2 separate regions of the Mus musculus genome follow, and region 2 is linked to region 1. Evidence: chromatin contacts called from public Hi-C data. All regions are on one chromosome and are shown on one strand. Each heading gives the region's core, a stretch centred on a gene start, on an enhancer-like site or on the middle of the called end of the contact. The rest is flanking DNA. Distances are from core to core; before and after follow the strand shown. Region 1 overlaps Gm35585 (a long non-coding RNA gene). Region 2 overlaps 9830132P13Rik (RIKEN cDNA 9830132P13 gene).

The links. Hi-C and Micro-C count contacts between places; a contact is called where the count stands out from the background.
Region 2: a Hi-C map of cortical neurons shows a contact between it and region 1, with 2.5 times the contacts expected there. The contact joins two enhancer-like sites. A contact is called at or near these places in 11 of 39 promoter capture datasets (the 3T3-L1 cell line, 3T3-L1-derived adipocytes, the C10 cell line and 6 more), 10 of 15 datasets of contacts at CTCF or cohesin (CD8 T cells, the G1E-ER4 cell line, the NIH/3T3 cell line and 5 more), 264 of 484 Hi-C or Micro-C datasets (3T3-L1-derived adipocytes, the AML12 cell line, the AtT-20 cell line and 145 more), 37 of 115 datasets of contacts at active chromatin or transcription factors (CD8 T cells, PVALB interneurons, T-cell acute lymphoblastic leukemia and 26 more) and 5 of 9 other capture datasets (embryonic stem cells, embryonic tail, liver and 2 more).

What each region holds. Positions count from the first base shown.
Region 1 is chr3:127,862,627-127,868,367 of GRCm38.p6, reverse strand. Gm35585 (a long non-coding RNA gene) reads right to left here. Exons shown (of 4, transcript XR_376054.4): 2 at 4,494-4,621; 3 at 1,717-1,810; 4 at 765-860. Among named protein-coding and RNA genes, the nearest start is that of Gm35585, 4.2 kb to the right of the region's middle. Within about 2 kb of position 3,942, at least 14 of the 459 cell types and tissues checked have an H3K27ac peak or open chromatin away from gene starts, as enhancers often do. A contact at or near this core is called in cortical neurons, where this site is marked.
Region 2 is chr3:127,952,014-127,957,483 of GRCm38.p6, reverse strand. 9830132P13Rik (RIKEN cDNA 9830132P13 gene) reads right to left here. Exons shown (of 5, transcript NR_040552.1): 5 at 2,264-5,470. Among named protein-coding and RNA genes, the nearest start is that of Gm35667, 16 kb to the left of the region's middle. Within about 2 kb of position 3,648, at least 7 of the 459 cell types and tissues checked have an H3K27ac peak or open chromatin away from gene starts, as enhancers often do. A contact at or near this core is called in cortical neurons, where this site is marked.

The DNA of each region.
Region 1 (5,741 bases), core at 2,693-5,192:
AAAAAAAAACCCTCAGCATATTCCCAATCAGCCACCCTGCAGGCCACATTTCCATGGCTACCACAGTCTTCAAAGAAAAGAAGACAACGAATGTTATGAAACAAGAGAGGCAGGTGCAGCGTGCCCCCACGTACCCACCCAGAACCACCTCCCCTACGTACCCACCCAGACCGAACGCTTTGATGAGAGAAAATCTTTCTGGGTTGACAGTGAGCTACAAATCCATAAAGGACAAGCCAGGAGATCAGGAAGAGAGAGCCACAAGTTTTGGCTTAAGACCAGTTGAAATTTATAATCTTAAAAATAGTCAAATCTAGGCATTGAGAAATTCAGAGATCTTTGGCTTATAGCTTCTATTTAAGTTGTTTCACAAATGTCTATTCATTACTGATTATTGAAACTACTTTCATCATCAGTTTTTGGCCTTAAGAAGAAAACAAAAGAAAAAAATCAGATTATTCTTGTAGACCTGTTAAAACTCCAGTAAATACTTGGTCAGGAAGAACATACAAATTAAAGAACAACACACAGGTCAAAACTTTGGCATTACTGGTGGATTTAGTCTATTGTAACTACAGCTGTTACTTAGGGGTCAGACTGGCAGCCTGGTTTCTACCTCCACACATCTGTTTGTTGCAATTTGCATACTAACAGCGCACTGGGCAGGCTAGAAGATCCCTCAGTTTAACTGCTTGGCTTGCTTGCTTGCTTGCTTGCTTGCTTGGCTTGCTTGCTTGCTTGCTTGCTTGCTTGCTTGCTTGCTTGCTTGCTTGCTTGCTTGCTTGGCTTGCTTGCTTGCTTGCTTGCTTGCTTGCTTGCTTGCTTGCTTGCTTGCTTACAAATTTCCTCAAATTCAGCACCTTCAAAAAAGACCTCATCTTTGTCTTTGTCTTCTCTTTGCATTGCCCTCCCCTTCAGCATGGGCACAACCTCTCCCCAACTCCTGAGGAGGAGGAATGGTAAGGCGGATCTTTAGCCCCTATCTCTCCCACACTGCCCACAGCCAGCCAATTACTGGGTCCTCCCTGTTTTGTTTCTAATAATGTCTTTAATCTTTCTACGTCTCTTCTTTCCCAGCATCGCTCACAGTCTGATTCTCCCCGTGAGAATCCTAATCGCTCTCCCCACCTTCATTGCCCACTCTGTAGTTAAGTAAAATCTCTAAAATATGACTTTGATCTCCTTGATTTTAATCTTTTGACTGGCTTCTTGTCGCTGTTATGGCAAAGCCTACACTCACTCTGTAATAGTTATGTCTCCTTTCATGATCTAGTCTTCCACACCTCGTCTTTCTATACTACTGCCCTCTCCAGACTCAGCTACACTGAACGCTTTTATCAGTTTCTTGAAAGAGGCACGCTTTCTTCTAGCACTTGGCATGTACCTTACCTTCTTTAGCTCCAATGCCTGCCCCGCCCAGACTGGCCAACAACCACATGGAGTACTCAACTTAAACATCATCAAACTTCCACTTTAAATACAGTTTGGGTGTACGTGTGCTTGGTTCCCTTTTAAGTGTAGACATCCATCAACCATGCTTATGTAACACAGCCTATGTCAGTTTCTTCCCTTAGACAGTATGCTTCACGTGGACAGAGAATATGTCTATTGTGTGTGTAGTTACATTGCCAATGCCTACCAAGACAGCTGGCATGTAATAGGTTCTCAAAATAATTGTCAAACAAGTAAGTCGACTTCACTTATTCCCATTCTCACCTCCTCCATTAACAAAGAAGCACGGGGATGGATGGTGGCTTGCGTCTCTATGGTAGTGTGTTTGCCATGCACGGTCAAAGCACTGGATTCCTTCCTGGGCACGGAGAAGGAAAACAAAGAAGAATGAAGACCTACAGCTGGTTGCACATTGTTGTGTTTTCTAAAAAAGAGATCAGGATATGTTTTGTAGAGCCAGGTATGGTGAGGTGTAGGGGTTCCTCAGTGGGCCCATGCTGAGGTATCCCTTCCCTATGAGGTACCAGCCACAGGACAGTTTAGTGTAGAATAGAGTTTATTTAGGACATGGGAAGGGGAGGGGGGAGAGGAAGGGAGAGAGAGAGAAAAGGGTCTGGGAGAGAAAAGAGAGAGAGTAAGAGAGAGAGACCAAACAGCCCCTTTTGTAGGAAGCCAGGCCTACCTGGCTTATTGCCAGGTTACCTGTTGGGAGGAGCCTAGAAGGAATGCTAACACACATCAGAATTCTTTGGTTCCAGAAATAGAGATTGTGCATAAAGGGAGTGGTTGCATGTGTACATCGAATAATGTTTCTTCACTTGACTGCCGTTGCTGTTTGTGTACAGAAACAGCCTTGCTATCATACATTCACATTTTTAGGGAAAAAATATTTTTGATGCCATGTTTGGTTGATTAACTATTTCTCTGGAAAGAATATTTTATAATAAATAGGTTTACTAATGGTACTAAACTTTCATTCTACCAGGTAGCCCAAATGTTGTATGTGAAATAGCAAGCGTTCTTTTCCACCCTTGCATTCTCAGCATCTCTCCCGCCTCCCTGCACCATGGGCTTCTCCTTAGGTCCTTGGTACCACATCGGGTTTGGAAATTGCCACAGCAACAGCACACCTGAGGCAGAGTAGAATTTATCTACTCATCCCTGTAGCTGGGGCAGAAAGACAGAGCCCAGCAGCTATGTGTGTGGCCTCTAAGTTGAGAAGTAGGAAAACCAAGGTCACGCTCACCCTTCACATCCATGTTGTGTGCATTCTTTCTGTTGCTTTGGCTGTTGTGTAAATGAAGATTCTGCAATGGTCTCAGATCCACAACAGGCATTCATGTGCTTAACAAATCTGAGCTATCTTTGCACAACTCTTAATTTAACCTTTACTAGTTCAAAATTTCTTTCAAATTTCCCTGAACATTAGAGTGTAGAATGACTTAACATGAGTGTGAATCTTTCCCCCCCATGTTATGAGCGTGCATTTTAACATGATTTTTTAGATGAAGAAATGAAAATTCTATATATGTGAATTTATTAATATCATAAGTTGCCTTAAGAAAATTTAAATTAAATTATTCTTCTATAGAGTAATGTGTAAAAATGCTACCCTTACTTTTGAATATAGATCATCTACTGAAAGCCTTTCTCTGGTTTGTTACAGTCACTTTTATTAATGAACATTCTTGATTTTAGGTATGTTAGGAACATTAAAAATAGTCATGACTCATTCTATTAGCTAATACATTTCTGCTCTAAGGCATAAGGATATGTTTATAAATGCAAAATAAATACAAAGGCTAATAGAAAAAGAAACAATACTCCCCTGATGTTAGTTTGAAAGATGAACCATAAAGTAGTCTTCCATATATAACATAATGATAATTTTCCTTACTGGGTAAAGCATTTAAGTGTGAAACCAGTTTGAATTGCTTTCAATAAAATCCTACATGAATATTCCATATATAGAGGCTTCTAAACTGTGGTTATGTTCTGATAATTCCAATATGCATTGAAAATATCTTCCACAGGTCATAAATGCATTAATCTGTTGGAATATTACACTTTAGCAAGTTGGCACAGAGAATGTTAAGTATTTACACTTACGATCCTATAACTGATTTGAGAGCGACGGCTCATTGGCACATTTCATGAGCCTGGGAACTGACCAAAATCAAAATCAAAAATCTTATACTAAATGGTGTTGGTTTCACACCATTGTAAAGTTAAAAACTAGTACATCAAACCATATTCATCAGGGATAATCTGTGCAAATAAACAATAAGAGTAGGGCTGCCATGGTATTTACTCTAGGTCAAGTTCCCTGGGAAGTTGACTCAGAACAAATTAGCATGGGGGAACATCAGGGAGGCCCCTGGGATCAGCGCCTGAGAGCTGTAAAAGAAGCAAGCAGAGCATCAAGCTTCCATCGGAACAGGCCTTGGTAGTACTAGGGAGTGCTCCAGAACTATCAGGGCTCTTCAGCACTGCCACACACTGGCAGAAAGCAGTGCTTTTTGGCAAGGAAAAAAAAACAGTCTTCAGACTGAGGACTGGAGGTTGTCAGCTAGCAACTGCAGATATAAAGTCTTCAGTCTCAAGGGGAAGATCAGTACACACAATACAGGATCTGTTCTAGATCTCATTCTTTTCTTTCTTCACCTCCCATAGTCCCTGAGTCCTTCCTAGCTCTATTCTCAGCTGAATGCTGCCCTGCTCCTCTTTAATCCCTGCACTCACTCAGGAGGCAAAAGCAGACAGACCTCTGAGCTTGAGGTCACCTGTTCTCAGTGCTATGCAAATCGTTACATTGTCAATTCATTTGTCAGGTGGCTAGAAGGGGACTTGCTTGTGTTACCTAGTTTCTCTAATAAGTCAGATATTGAATTGCAATAAAGCTTTCATGGACTATAAACAGTATATCCAACAAAGACCTCCTAACAGTATTAGAAACAGCTGAAAAACACAGTTGCCATTATTTAAGGTAATAGGAAATCCATTTTGTGCACATAAACTTCTTAGATCAATATCTCAGTCACCCAATCCTCCAGGTGGGGGCACATTGTCTTCAAAGCTTGTCTTCTAGCTGGAAGGTTCCAGAGTAGTTATAGATGTTTCTAACACTCTGGTTGGAGCTTTCTGGCTCTGTTCCAGTTCTCAGAGAAGTCTGAATAAATAAATAAAAAAAAAAAAAAAAAAAAAAAAAAAAAAAAAAAAAAAAAAAAAAAACAGAGCTTGTTTGAAAAAGACGTTCAATGGCAGAGAAGAACCCATCTATAAAGAAACCATGTCCTGCGCACCACCACCACCCTAGCGTGCAATAGCAACTGACTTGGCTTTAATCATGATTTTCCTACTTATTTTTAGCACAAAGGATCTTTGCATCCAGATTTGGTAGTTCAGCAGGCACACACAGAAAAGCTTTCTCCAGTCTTAGTCCAGAATATTGTGGGGCCTTACAAGTACTTTTAGCTTCTATTTTTAGCCCAGGAATCTTAGTCATATACCAAGATCAAGTAAGACAATGACCCAAAGCCAGTTTTATACCCAAACTATACCAGTGTTTAGCCATAATTTTCCCCTTTGCTTACAGGAAAGTATTAGAACTATGTTCAAACAAACTTTCAGATCAAAAGATTTCTTTGTGGCAGATTTGAATTTAAGAATAGGCTCTGCTATTTACTAACTGTAGGATTTGTTTTAAAAAGAAAAAGAAAGAAAGAAAGGAAGAAAGAAAGAAAGAAAGAAAGGAAGAAAGATCTTATCTACGTCTCTTTAAACTTCAAATCCCTACCTGTGAGGTGGCAAAATTTATAGAAATAAAGTGATTTACATATAGCCAACTTTCAGTGTTACTATTATTAAATTGTTAATTATTATTAAATGTAACTATTGGTATTGAAGAGATGGCATTTACTTCAAAGCTCGTGCGCTGAAATCCATGAAAGCTTATTCTGTTGCTGGGGGAAACATAAATATGACTCTACAAAAGACAATGTGTTTTCAAGTCTTCATAGTTTAAATAGGGTTTTTTTTTTTTAATGTGACAATACTATTTTGGGGAGTGCACCCAGTGCGATCATGTTTAACCAGTAAAGCGTCTCAGTTGGTCATTTAAAGTGTTACTTGGGAATGGTTACTGCTTCAGGAAGTAAAATGAGGACCCCACAGAGTTGGTGAGCAGGATGCAGTGTCCTGTGTGACCACGTCTTCTATAGCTTTGTTGCTTGAAACATTTAACCACAGTCCCACGTGGTTTCTGTTGCCCCCTTTTCTTAACAGCCAGA
Region 2 (5,470 bases), core at 2,399-4,898, 89 kb before region 1:
CAATGAGCTCTGTCTGCATGTTGGAGCAAACCCAGTCTAGTGGGTCCAACACACAATCAACCTAACAACAGTACTAATGTTGACCTGTCTTGGCACTCAGTCCATGTCACAAAAGACTCATTCAAGAGTAAAACTAGACAGAGTTCACCCAGTTTCAGTGGACGCTTAAAACAAACATCAACTATAATGATTCCTACAAAAATTAAATATGGGAAGTGGGATAACTCAGTGGGTAAATGGTCTGTCTCTGCCAAGCCTGACAGCCCAAGCTTGATCCCCACAGCACACATGGTAGAAGGAAGAGAACTGAGTCCTTCTACAAGCTGTCTTCTGTCCTCCACATGTACTCAGTGGTACGCCTGCGCATACACAAGCACTCGTGCACACACACACACACACACACACACACATACACACACACACACACACATACACACACACACACACACACACACACAAATAACAAAATAAACATTAAATTGGAATTATCTCATTATTAAGCAAAAGAACTGAAGACAAATAGTCATACACTTGTGCCATGGTAGCATAATTTACATAGTGAAAATTTGAAAACACAAATAGTCAGCATCAGGTAAATGATCTTAAAAATATGATACATATGCATATCGATAAATATTTTATATTATAAGAATACAATGGAATATTATGTGGCCTTTCATAGATAGACCTTAAAGACATTATGCCAAAGCAACTGAGCCAGTCACAAAAGGAAGAATATTATATGAATACATATGTAAGATCAGTATCTATAATTGTCAAAATCAGACATAGAAAGCAGAATTATAGTTTCCAAACCCTGAAAGAGAGGAGATGAGGAAGTTAGAGGGGAAGAGTCTTTGCTCATAGAGGAAAGGGCATCCAGGAGCATTGAATGGCCGCACATCAATGACTGCTTACCACTGTGATCTGTGAGCTAAACATAGTTAAAACGATGTGCTCTGTATTGTGCACATTTAGCCAAGCTTGTAAAATTCCTGTACACTAAATATATATAAGTCATATAAAACTTGTAAAATCCAGAGAGTCAAAATGTTTTCATGATTTTTAAATCCCAATAGGACTACTATTAGCATGGTGAGGAAAATCCCAAAGTCAAGGATTTCATAAGGCACTTGTGATTCTAACGTCCTAAAGAAAGAAAAGAAAAAAAAAAAACAGGAAGTAGAAGTTGCAACAAAATCAAATTAGAAGAGAATCTTATAATTCCAACCCTTTACATACAAAAAAAATGAGGGGCAGAAGCAGGATTCCCAATGGGGAATAAAACAACTTCTTCCAACTTCACAAAACACAAAACTCAAGCTCATTTCATCAGTAAACACATCTTGAGCCTTAGCTCACACTTATGGGTTTTCTAAATGTCTCATTCTCCCTAAGGAAAACCTAGCTGAGCCCTAAATTTAGACCTATTTACTGAAACCAGTGCAGGTCACACTTGATGCCCACTGAAGAGCTAGAAATGGCACGAGACCATGGCATGTTAACAATTAGGGGTGGAGAATATCGAGATGACCGAGGACCTCTATCCATTGAAAGTGATGCTCAGATGCAGCAAACATAATTGTCTCTGGGTTGTGCTTTCATTTCTTTCCTCCTCATACACGTGTTATTTATTTCATCATGGTTTGTTTTGTGCATGTGTGTGCACACATTTGTGTGTGTGCTGGTATGTTAGCGTGTAGCATGTGCATGTGGAAGCCTGATGTTATTCCCCTGATCTAATTTATCTTCTTTTTCTTGGAGACATGACCTGTTACTGGCCAGTAGGTCCCAGCATAGGCTATGCTAGATGAATAGGGACCCAAGGGGATCTGCGTGTCTTCTCCTCTACAATGCTGAGATTACATGCCATTGTTACCACACCCCGAATTTTACATGGGTTCTAGGAATTGAATTTATGCTTGCTTAGCAAGATCTCTATTGACAGTAAACTTTCCCATTCTTGATCAAGAACTTAACCCCTGGAAATTCAACCTAACTTGAAGTTACTCATGTGCACTTTTTCTCTGCGTACTGTTCCAAGTCGATGTTCATTAAGAGTGTTTCCATGATGTATACAAAGAGTATAGGATGTTTTCAGTATATAAATACCAACAATGTTTTCCTTGCAAGCATACTCCAGCCTGTTTTTATCCATGTGGATAGTCTCATTCACATTTCACATTCCACAGTAAGGCCAACTACTTAGTTACTCTAAAAAACAATAAATAAATAAATAAATAAATAAATAAATACGGCACTCCACGGAATGGTCCCAACTTTATTGATATATATAAAGGACTGTAATCACATAACTAACAGAAGAGCATATTTTCTTCTCAGGACCCATGACTTCATTTATGTGGGTGTTTCCTCCTTCCCCAAATGCTTATTATCCCCATGATCCTAACAGAGGGATGGAGCATCTGCTCCAAGGCATGCTTTTGGAACATGTATTTGAAATCTGGTGACTCACATCTGCGGCTTTTCCTTTGACTTCTAGTCTATTCAGAGTCTCCTGCGAGTGCTCTCCATGTCACTGACCTGGCCATGCATTCCCTTTGAGGAAAACACCTTTCCTTCAAAAACATGGGTTCTTGGCTAGAATCAGGTATGTGTTTTCTCCTGTGGAGCCAGACTTAATTCCAACTAAAAAAGGGGATAATTAACCACATAACATACATGCCACTATTACCCCCATGGGAATATACCTTGCCACAGCAGTCGTAATTGTAGCTCATGGCACTCAAACTTGAGTAAGACGTTTGATGACTGTTTTCCCGTAGCAACCTACATAGCACCATTTAGAAGTATGAACATTATCTAGAAGGAACCATCCTACTCAATACAACATGTCCCGTGATCATGTGTGGTGTCATCTGTAGTAGGGTCTTACCATCAAGTTTTGCTGCTCAGACAGGATCAGTAGCAATGCCCTGTATCATTGGGGGTGGGGAGGGGACAGAATTCCATCTCCTGGACAACCCTTACCTACAACTCAAGAGAAGATAGCCTACACCTGGCACTTGGGTTTTATTTGGCAACCTAATGGCTTTTGGGAGAAGCATGATACCTGTGTAGGGTAATTCCAGTTAAACTCTTTTATATGAAGGTAGATAGATGATAGATAGATAGATAGATAGATAGATAGATAGATAGATAGATAGGCAAATAGATCTAAGAGGCTGAAGCAATAGTAGGTTTACATATATATTTTTCAAATATGTTTAGTGTTAGTTATCTCTCCTCCCTGTCCCTGTGTCTTACCCTCCCACCTCTCCTCCCCTTACACACCCATCCTCTTCATATCATCTATGATATACTATCCAGCTCACTTAAGACCTTTCTTCCCACTCAACCCACACACATGGCCCCTTTCTAGTTGTCTGAATTCTACAAGTACTCCAAATTAAACAGACAAATCTAAAGATAAAAGTCATGAGTGACATTTACCTAAGTCTAGGTTACCTCACTCAATAGACTGCTCTCTAGCTCCATCCATTCACCTGTAAATTTCATGATTTAATTTTTTTAGAGATAAATACATTCCATTACATAGAGACGCCACATTCCCATTATCCATGTATCATCCAATCGATATCTATGCAGGCTCCATGCTTTAGCTATAGTGAATAGAGCAACTATGAATATGGATGAGCATGTGTCTCTGTAGCAAGAAATAGAGTCCTTGGAATGTGCCCAAGCGTGGTATTGCTTGGTGATATTTCTTGGTCTATTTCTAGTTTCCTGAGGAACTATCACACTGATTTCCATCGTGGTTGTACCTGTTTGCATTCTCACCAACAGTGCATGAGGGTTTCTGGTTCCCCTCATCCTCACCAGTACTTGTTACCTTTTGCTGTCTTATTTTTAGCCATCCTCACTGGAGTAAGATAAAATCTCATAATAAGGTTAATTTTCACAGAAATTACAATTTTACAGAGAGATTTCTAGGAATAAATATTGTCTCATTGAATGTTGTCAAAGCATTTGAGTAGATACTAGAAAATTTTGAGGCTTACCTTGTATTAGTAACAAACACAAACTATCAGTGGAAATTTGAGATTTTTGCAGTCAGAATCAACTTTCCTCCATCTGTAACGTTGTGTTTTTGAATTTTGTTCTAGTACAATTCATTTTTGTCATTCCATTATCTACTGAGAATCATGACTTCACATTATCCTTAGGAGTACACAGTTTCCACTGAGATTAAAACATCCCATCCTGCAGGAGGCCCCTTAACCAGAGAGGTAAACAAAATGGCTTCAGGAAGTCCACAAAACTGACCAGATTCACTAAGCCCCCCTCCCTGCCCGAATAAGCAATAAATGCTGAAAGTCTCGCTCAGATGTAGCAAAGCCAAGTTTCAAATAAGACTCTCAGACAAGCTGAGATGCAAAGAAAACTCTGAGACCAGACCAGCTACCTGGAAGAAGCAGAAACCATCTGAGGTGCCTGGAAAAGATTTAGACCAATTTAGATATCTGGAGATGACACTCTCCAACCTCATGAGCTGCCTGTAAGCTGTGAAGCGTGTTCCAGGTTATTAGCCTTGTGAGCTGTCACCCATGCTAGGCTGGACTTTGGTGATGCAGATGTCTTTGAGTCATCTTGGCTCCTCTAAGTAGCCCCACACTCACATTCCTGTAAGTAACTTCAATAAAACTCATTGGTTCACCAAATTAGCTTTGGGGATATCTGTACTTTGGTCTGTCATGAGTTTCCACTCTATGGAGATTATACATGTACATTACATCTCCCCAAAAGTTTTGTCACAAAACATATAGCTGTTACCCAGAGTTGGTCAATTTATCCTCTAATCACAGAGAATGGCTGTAGAGTAGATAGTATTAGAGAGGAACAATTCCTTCCTCACGTACTCATTTCCTTTTCATGTTCATGACTGCCCAATGTTATAACTGATGTTCTTTTTTTTTCATTCAGCCCAAGAAGAAGTGGAGCCATCTATCAGACTGCTACAGTTCAGAAGAAACTTCTGGGCATGTTGACACTGTAATAAATGGTGGAATAAAACTGAAGCCGTATTCCTAGCAATGATTTAGGAAAAAATAATAATAATTTGGTAATTCGTGACATAGTTTGGACAGCAAAACAACAGAAAACCATTTTTCTAGCTGAGCAGTAATGGGTACTACTTAGAGGAGAGACGATTTGAACTTCAGAATGTCAGAAACAGTCTAGGGGTGAATGGACGAAGAGAAGCTAGACATTCACGTTTGCCTCTGTGATGCTTTGTGTATGCTTGGCCTAGGATTGACATTATTAGGAGGTGTGGCTCTGTAGGAGTAGCTGTGGCCTGGCTGGAGTACGTGTGACACTGTGGGTGTGGGCTTTAAGACCCTCATCTTAGTTGCCTAGAAGCCAGTATTCTGCTAGCAGCCTTCAGATGAAGATGTAGAACTCTCAGCTCCTCCTGCACCATGCCTGCCCGAATGCTGCCATGCTTCTG